2 separate regions of the Rattus norvegicus genome follow, and region 2 is linked to region 1. The links are chromatin contacts, called in public Hi-C maps. All regions are on one chromosome and are shown on one strand. Each heading gives the region's core, a stretch centred on a gene start, on an enhancer-like site or on the middle of the called end of the contact. The rest is flanking DNA. Distances are from core to core; before and after follow the strand shown. Region 1 holds the start of Polr1d (RNA polymerase I and III subunit D). Region 2 holds the start of Gtf3a (general transcription factor III A).

The links. A called contact is a pair of places that touch in the nucleus more often than the background predicts.
Region 2: a contact with region 1 is called in a Hi-C map of frontal cortex, with 1.7 times the contacts expected there. The contact joins the promoter of Gtf3a here to the promoter of Polr1d in region 1. A contact is called at or near these places in 2 of 12 Hi-C or Micro-C datasets (frontal cortex and hepatocytes).

Annotation. Positions count from the first base shown.
Region 1 is chr12:13,116,357-13,120,947 of GRCr8, forward strand. It overlaps Polr1d (RNA polymerase I and III subunit D), which reads right to left and starts at 1,713. Exons shown (of 3, transcript NM_001037787.1): 1 at 1,653-1,713. The coding sequence starts at 1,678. Lnx2 (ligand of numb-protein X 2) reads left to right here and starts at 2,783. Exons shown (of 10, transcript NM_001108329.1): 1 at 2,783-2,921.
Region 2 is chr12:13,256,983-13,261,245 of GRCr8, forward strand. Gtf3a (general transcription factor III A) reads right to left here and starts at 1,605. Exons shown (of 9, transcript NM_001113570.1): 1 at 1,253-1,605. The coding sequence starts at 1,447.

The DNA.
Region 1 (4,591 bases), core at 463-2,962:
TGTAAAAACAAACACCACCTCAAGTCCCTCTTCCAATCTTCTTTCCAGCCTTTTAAATCATAGTGTCCTGGACCTCATTCTACTTTACCTCTCCTTCCCACAGCATCTCGATCATATAGAAATAGTCTTTTTAAGATCTGTGATCACAACCTCTGACTCGGCCCAATTACATCTGTTCACTTATAGTGTTGGTTCAATTAAGGGGTGACACCATCCTTGGGGGTTCATCTAGGTTCAAGGAAGAGAAACCACTCAAACTAGTTTAAACAAAAGCGAGAATTTATTAGGCAAACAGACTTGCAGAGATTCCAAAAGCTGTAATGGGTCAATAGCTAGAGCCACATTTTCCTATAGGACAGAACATGCTGTAGTCACCAATTCTAGTTCTGGGCTCTGTACCATCCTGAGGGTGGTCCTGCTTGTACCCTGCACGAGGGACTAGAGCGTGGGTTCGTTTTTGCTTGCCTTTTTATCTTTATAGTCCTTTACGCTGGCCTCAAACTTGACAAGCACATGCTGGCAGACATTCAAGAGCTCATTCAGGCCTTTCTGAAACGGCTCAACAGCTGGAAGTGCACCCCGTGTCTGAATTCGCAAATTAATTTTGCTCTCTGAAGGATGGGTCGTAGTGTAACCACAAAATTCCACTTCCGGGTTCTTCATGATTATGTACCGCAGACAATTTCCTAGTGTATGGTCCTCCTCGTGTAGTACAAATGTCACACACTGTCTATCTGTTCCAGCTGCCTGGACCATTTCCAGGGCTGTCTTCCTCTCGCCTTCAGCCATTGAGGTCTTCAATCCTGATATTTTTCTACACACATATTTTTTTGTGTAAGAATGAGATCATACGGAATATCGTTTTCTGATTAACTCTTAAAGATTCACTGCCTCATTTTCCTGCCTCCACACTTCTAGCCATAAATATTTAACTCGTTTCTCCCTACTTCATTTGACTCCAGCAAGGGGGTGGGTACCACCTCAGAAAAAAAACAAAACAAAAGAAAAACAACCCACGAAGTTAATTGTTTGCAAAAATCTTCGGATAGAGCAAAGAAAGGGGCAGAGTTATAATAGGGTAGGCCCTGCTTTAGATGAAAAGGGAGTTGACAGGCATAAAAAACACGATTACTTTAGCATAAAAATGGCAACCACAAGGTATCAGGGTGGCAGGCTCAGTTACAGCTTCCGTTTGAAAGAGGTAAGGAAACTAAGTGAAAGGAAGTGAAAAGTTTAATAGGAGGGAGAATTTGGCGGACAGAGAGAATTTACGAGCAGTCTGCACAGAGCGGAGTTGCAGTAACTTTAGCTAACTTAACACGCCAGGACCGCCACTCGGGACGGCTGGCCCGGTGCGTGACCTTACACGAGGCAGTTCTAATGAGGGTGGTGGCAGTTTGGGACTTACAGCTGGATTCCCTACCTCTCTCCCATCCCGGATGGCTAGCGTCCCTCTGGGCTTTTCTGTTATAAATGAACCCACGGCTCCTCCCTCTTCCCAACCCGGCCCGCTCTATTCTCTCTCCTCCCTTCCCCAGCGCCTGGGGTCAGGCCTAGCCGCCACGCCGGGCTCAGTCGGCCGCGTGCCCCTTCGCTACCCGCTTCTCTGGCCCGACCCGCCGCCCCACTCCACTCTTTGCCTCCAACCTTACCTCTCCAGCTCCTGATCGTCCTCCATCGCGGGGGGCGGCTCCGGGAAATCCTCAGGTGGCGCTGGCGAAAAGGAAGATCTTCCCCATGTCGCGAAAGGTGCGGGACAAGGCAGGAAGGAAGAAACCACCGACGGAAGGAGCGGATGACGGAAGGAGGGAGGCGGAGCCGCAGCGGCGCGGCAGGGCCCCCTCTGAAGGGCGGGGCTAAAACAGAACCCGCCCCCGACCACGCCCAGGCTCGGGCTGGACCGCTCACCTGGAACTGCGGAAGCCAGGCGGCTGCGGTGCACATTCTGTCCCCGAGTGCTACCGTAGATCACAGGCTTCTCGCCTGTTGCCCCGAGACATCTGCTATTTAGCGTCGGGGTCGGATCTCTGACTTGCTAGAGTCTCGAGGAACGGGACTGCCCCATGGCTGGCTATTCCCGGGACCGGAGTCCTCAGGGGCCTTTCCTGGGGCACCCAGCATATTGCAACCTTGAAAAAGCAGAGAGACTAGTGTGCAGAGGTGACTTTCCTGACGATACTGTGGGCTTTTTATTTTCTCCCAGGGGTGCAAATGTACATCTCCAATAGGTGCAAGGGCAGCGTTTGTCTTTCTTTTGGGAGAGAAGTGAGAGTTTGGAGCACCGCCCTCCTTCCTCCGGAGCTCACGCGGTGGACTTGCAGCTCCTTTTCCCTTTGAACCCAAGGAACCGCCCTTCTCAGGTGCATCCTCTCTTCTCCCACCTGACCCTGGCCAGGCTGGATCCCCGCCCCACCCAGCTGTCCTCTTGCCCTGCACACCTACACGTCAGCCGCCCCGCGCCACCTGTTCTCCCTCAGCCTGGTCCCGCAGCCCTCCCCTCCCTTCAGCTGTCCCACGCCAGGCGCGGCGCTCCAGGGGTGCACGCAGACACTTCCCGAGCGTCTTCTCTGTGTGTCTGAGGGGAGAATCCGGCCGGGAGCGATGGCGGAGGGCGGAACGCGCTCACTCTAACTCGGGAGTGATGAGCAGGGCCGACCCGGCCCCTAGAATTCCTTGATTGGTCGAGCGGCTCCAAGCCCGCTCTTAGTCCCGCCTTCGCCCGCCGTTGATTGGCTCAGGTGCGTGTCGGGTTGGGCCTCTGCGCTCGCCCCCGAGGGGAAAGGCAGCAGGGGCGGTTGAGAAGTAAAGTCTTGGCCGGACTTTGCTTCTCGCCAGGAAATCGGCGGCGGTGAGTCCCGGCAGAGCGGAGCCGGGTAGCGTCCTCGTTAGCGCGCCCGCGGGGAGCCCGCCGCTTTCCGTCAGTGAGTTACTTCGCCTCAGGTGCGGGCGGTGACGGGGTGTGGCGTCAGGGTAGGGGGGACCATCTGGGGAACCGCTGGGGGCCGCGTGGTGTCTGGCCCGGCCCGGTGCGGGTGCAGGTTCCAGGAGACCCGGTGCGGTTCTGCGCGCCTCTCGCTTCTCAAGACATGGACGTTTGAGGACGAGTTGTTGCACTTCGCGTCTGCACGTTGTCGGGAGCTAGAGTGGCGCTAGCCAGCTGCCCTTTGGTTTTGTTCCCTGGAAGGGATGAGCAGAGAGACCCTCCTCCCCGCCCCAGCCTGTTGCGGGGGAAGTCTCACCTTTCTCTTCAGATTTGACATGTTTGGGAGCGTGGGGGTATAATTTCCAAAATATGAATCCCGATTTGGAAGCATTTGCGCACAAAACACCTCTTGGGGAAAAACATCGCTGGCTTTTGAAAGCTTTCTGCCACGTTTCACACAAGGGCTTTTTTTTTTTTTTTTTTAAATGGAGTGTTCTAGTATTTCCGTTTGCATTTAAGATTGTGTGTTTGCCAGGAGCCTAAGGACGCTTCCGCGTGGCTTTTTCGAATCAATTTTTCTTTTCTCTGTAGCCTTGGCCAGCCTGGAACTCAGAGGGATCCACCTCTTTCCTGAGTGCTGTTGGGTTAGAGAGGCGTGCGCCCCACACCCCGCCAATTTTTCTTTAAAAATAAAATCACAGAAACCAATGGCAAGGATAGTTGGAGGATTCTGTGAGCTCCAGTTTATCCAAACTGCCTTCACTTTAAGAATGTCACATTCTTTGTAGTCACAGTACTTAGAAATTGGCCTCCTTCCCAGGACACAATTTGCTTTTTCTCTAGCCTGTACAGTGACACAGCACAGACGAAGTTGGATCTCAGTAGGTCAATCCTGTTTGCTTTGATAGATTTGAACACCCTCCCTCCCCCACACCTTCGGAAAAAAGGACTTTGGCAGGTAAAGAAGGAACCTGGGGGAATCTAGTGTCCTATTTGGCCTGCAGATCATTGTTGAGCCAGAGCTAAGAAGGTTTTGCCATTTTAGCCTGTCCAAATTCCATGTGAGTTTTCCCAAAGGGGTCAAATGTAGGCCAACTCAGAACAGCTCTAGAGTCACATTGCTTTTAATTTAGTCCATCCACTAAGTCTGTGTTCTTTTCCTCTAATCTTCAAGTTTGAGCCTTTTCATTGTATAAACATTTAGCTACTCAGTGTCTACCGCTTTGGCAACTTTGAGGAAAGGGATCATTTCTTGCCCAAAGTTGCTCAGTGGCTGTATACTTCTTAGTCCACTACCGGAAAGTAATTTGAACAAAGTAATGTGGGAACTTAAAATCATTTCTGCCTAGAATGTGTCAGAGGAATTGGCACAGGCTCTCTCTGGGAGCATCCTAAATGCTTATGGCTGTAGAATGTGACATTATCTGCTGTGCGTATGGTTAATCTGAAGAACACAATGTTTGGGGTTAAAGTAATAGGGGTCAGGGGCTGGTTTTTTTGTTCATCTTAGGTAGGGTTCATGGTATGTTCTACAACTGGACCCTCAGATATCTGTTGAAATACTAAAAAGAAAGGATTTTGTGTAGCACATGAAGACGTTTGGACACTTCATCCAGTCAGTGATCGTGGGGTGTTCATTTCAAGCAGGAAGATGCTGTGGTGAGGTTT
Region 2 (4,263 bases), core at 355-2,854, 140 kb after region 1:
TCTGCTGCACCGAGTTCCACATCAAAAAACGCCCCATCTTTTCACGAGTCACCATAGCACACAGATTATTATTGTTCTGTGGATGGACAGCATCTGACAGGCAGGTAGGTTAGCTTGCTCCTTTGGGACACAGGCTTCCCCAGGAGACCCCTTCTCAAGTTTGATTTGACATGAGCCCAGATAGCCTGTCTGCGCATCTCTCTGCCATAATACCATTTTACCACCAAGGAGGAGAGGCAGAAGAAGGAGCAGGCTGTGTCTCATCACAGGTGACCTCTGTGTCTACAGTAAGAGAGATCAGGCACAAAGACAGGAAAATGTGTCACAGCTGAAAAAGCTCATAGGTGCAAAGGTAAACGAAGGAAACATCTCCCAGCCCTAACTGCGATCTCCAATTTGGCTCCCAGATGTGGGGGAGGGGATGCTGTCATGAAACCCACAGTAAAGCTACAGCATATCCCAACATCCAATTGGATATTTCCTAACTATGGGAATACTCTGAGATCCAAGACTTTCATCACAGTACTAGACTGCCAGTGGACAGGAAGACGTAAGTGAGCCGCACTGCTCAGCATAAAGTCAAAGAACCTTGTTCAGATCCAGTCCTACAGTAGGACCCGTACTAGTCAAATTATTGTCCAATCTGGAACAATAAACACAACTTCAAAGCCAGGTGTGGTGGTGCACGCCTTAAATACTAGCACTTAGGAGGCAGAGACAAGCGGACCTCTTGAGTTGGAGACCAGTCCGGCCTACAAAGTGAGTTCCAGAACAGCCAGGGCTACACAGAGAAACCCTGTCTCAATAATGATAATGATGACAAACCGTAACTTTAATTGTCCAACCAAAGAACAGCATTCTGGTCTAAAATGCAAGCTCTAACTCGGACACAGGGACAAAGAAAGGCCAAAATGTAGGAAGAGAATGTTCAAGGAGAAACGGGGGTAAAGTCACAAAGATGTTATGATGACAGTGGGTTGGCAAGTCTGCCAAGAGAAAGAAACCAAGGTGCATAAAACAAAATAGAGGAGCCAGGGGAAAGGGCCAAACAGGAAGGCTTTTCCTGTTCACTCTAACCCACATAGCCTTGGTACTTGACCAAAGCCCGCCTGCAATTGAAAGGGTGCACACTTGTTGCTTGCAAGAAACCCTGACGTCCTAGACCTCAGTCTTTGCTGAGCACCTGCCCCGGCCAAGTCCAGGACCCAACCTCTGCGCCAGGCTCCACCATGCACACCCGCGGCCAGGTTACCTCCCCCGTGTGCTTGCAGAGGTGCGCGTCTAGCTTCCAGGCTTTGTTGTAACTAGCGCTGCAGTCAGGAAAGGAGCAGATGAACCTGCTGGGGAGCGCGGGGCGCGGCGGGGCGGGGCCCACACAGGCCCGAACGAACGCGTCCGCGATGGTCAGGGACGACACCGCTTCCGCGACCGAGACCCGCGGCTCCAGGGCGACGCAACTGCGCCCGGGCCGAGGCGGGGCAGCCACGTGCTGTCCCCGGAACGCGGGACACAAGCTACCGGCGCCCAGAGACCCGACACTTCCGGGAACGCGGCCCGCAAAGGCGCCAGGTCCCGCCCATTAAACCCCATGCGCCAGGATTGCGCATGCCCTGAGAGGCTCGGTCGCGTAGCCTGGCCGCACATGCGCATCAAGGACTCTTCGACTGAGCCGGGCAGCCAGGCTCTGGTCTCCTGGTTCGTGTCTTAGGGAAACAGGAAGCGCTGCTTAAACGTCCCAAATATTAACCCGACATGACTTAAGGTGGCCTGTTCTTCACATTCCAGTTTTGCCCTCTGCATCCTGACACAAGCCTCAGAACGTAGTGGAACCCAAGCTTGTCTGCTCCTTCGAGTCACGTGGAAATTTTTCAAAATTCCAAAGCCCAGAACTTAACCCGGACCAATTAAACCTTAATTTCTGACGTCAGTTGTGTTGGTTGTTGTTTTGTCAACTTTCTCTTTGTGTCACTGAGTCCTTAGTGTTTGGGGGTATTTTTAGCTGTGGGATTTCCACTTTTCCCTCAGCCTGATTTAACCTCCATAATGGCAGAGACTGAAAAATAACCTCTGTGAATCCTTCCTTAAAAAGTGGTGTGCAGGGGTTGGGGATTTAGCTCAATGGTAGAGCGCTTGCCTAGCAAGCGTAAGGCCCTGGGTTCGGTCCCCAGCTCCGGAAAAAAAGAAAAGAAAAAAAAAGTGCTGTGCATCTATGAAGGGCTGAACCGGTCTTACTGTTAGTGGATGAAGATAACCATGGGAAATCTTTAAGCTTTTTTGGCTAATGGATATCTTTACTGCAGAAGGTTTGAATGTACTTAATTCCCTCGCGTCAAAGCAATTCAAATGAAAAAGGACTGAACAGAGGGCTACAGGGGTCTCAGCACTTGTTGACAGGTCATTGTTGTTGGGTTCGCATGCTTATGCCCCATGCGCATGTGCAGATTGCTGACTGTCTCTTTCTTCTTTCCGGTCCCTCTTCCCTTTCTCGCTTTCTTGTCCGCTCTACTCCATCAGCGGACACTCTTTTCCAGCTCCAGTCTTCTGTTTCTCCTTTTCTCTGAACATCAGCTTCTAGAAGATTCTGAGGTCCTTCCCCTGTGACTCTTGTTTTCCAAGGACTTTGGTCTCAGTCAAGCAGCCTGGACTTTACATAATTTTTTTCTCCTCTTAGTTAATAACCTTGGTTAGACAATATTTGGCTCAGCTAGGATTCAGGCTCTTTCCAGACCCAAACATACCAATCCCAGGGTTGGGGGTTGGGTTGGGGGATGGGGAGGAGGATTGTGAGTCTTAAGTGTCAAAGCTAAAGATGAACCCAGACAGAACTAGCTTTAATCCCACAATGGAGGCAGAAACAGGTGAATCTCTGAATTCAAAGCCAGCTTGGTCTACAGAATGAATTCCAGGACATCCAAGGCTACACAAAGAAACCCTGTCTCCTGTTTATTCCACCAAGACCTTCCAATTCAGCTGACATCTGTGATGTCATCAGATGGCACATATCGAAAACCCTTACCCTTTCAGCACACCACAGCCCATAATTGAGGAAGAAGTCCCTTTCAGAAGCAGGTCCTACCAGCTCTAACATTGTCTATGACTAGAAAGAGTCATAGTGATCACTTTTTTGAGCCAGCGCGGGAGAGGGAAAATATGATACTAAAGGAGGAGTGGTAATAGAGTGGATTGGAGAGAAAATTCTGAAATACTGAATGTATACAACGGGGCTGTTGTCATCAGCAAAGTCAGGTGTCTGGTCTCGAGAGGGTAGCTTGGAAAGGAGACGTTATATAAATGACCCGGTGTACTGGTGATTCAGCTACCCTGCTGTGAGTCAGAGGCGTGGGCTTCGGGGGTTCTGTGACCTGACTTGGCATCCTATCTCCTAATTGACCTGAGTCAATTAATTAATTTCTGTGAAATCCATGTTTTCTTTGAATAACTATTAGAATGTCTGTGGCCCACAGTGGTATGAAATGATCACTTCAGGTGAGCTGCTGTGTTTTAATTACTTAGCCCTATGTGAAGTGGTTCACATGACATCTTTCTTGCCTTCAGTGAAATTCTTGGCAGTGAACACTTTGGAAGTTCCTGTGTTGGGGAAGTCTATGTGGTAAAGGACTAAGGTGACCTCTGGCCAGCAGCCAGGTAAGACCCCAGACCCTAAAGCCCTAAAGGATCTTGTCTCAGTCAGTCCTTCAGGAAAACTCTAACCCTGGCCTGTGGTGGATTGCCCTAGGGCCTTTGCATTCTAATGTTAACTCTGCTTCCTCAAGAGCGGCTTCAGGTGAACCTTCTTCTCCCCATTCTAACTGGTCAAATAAAGGCTAGAGCCTGTGATTGGGCTGTGGAAGGGAAAGGTGGGGCTGGAGGTTTTAGAAAGTGGGGGGAAGAGAGGGAGAGAGGGGAAGAAGATGGAGGAAGATGAACAAAACCACGTGGCCCGGAGAAGCCACGAGTAGCAAGGGAATCTCATAGCTGGGGAAAAGAGTAGAGTAGTGGTAAATCTGCCCAGTCTAGGCGTGCAGCTTATAAATATTGTAAGTGAGTTGTGTGTTTTTGCATGGGCTTCCTGGGGTTGGAGATTTACCACCACACTGGCCCATTTCTCCATTGCAGCCTGGCAGAGACCCCAGATGAGCTGTGCCCAGACTCCTGACCTACAGAAATTGTGTGATTAAAAACTGCCGGTTGTGGGGCTGGGTGTGGTGATGAATGCCTTTAATCCTAGCACTTGGAAGGTGGAGACAGGTGGATCTCTAAGTT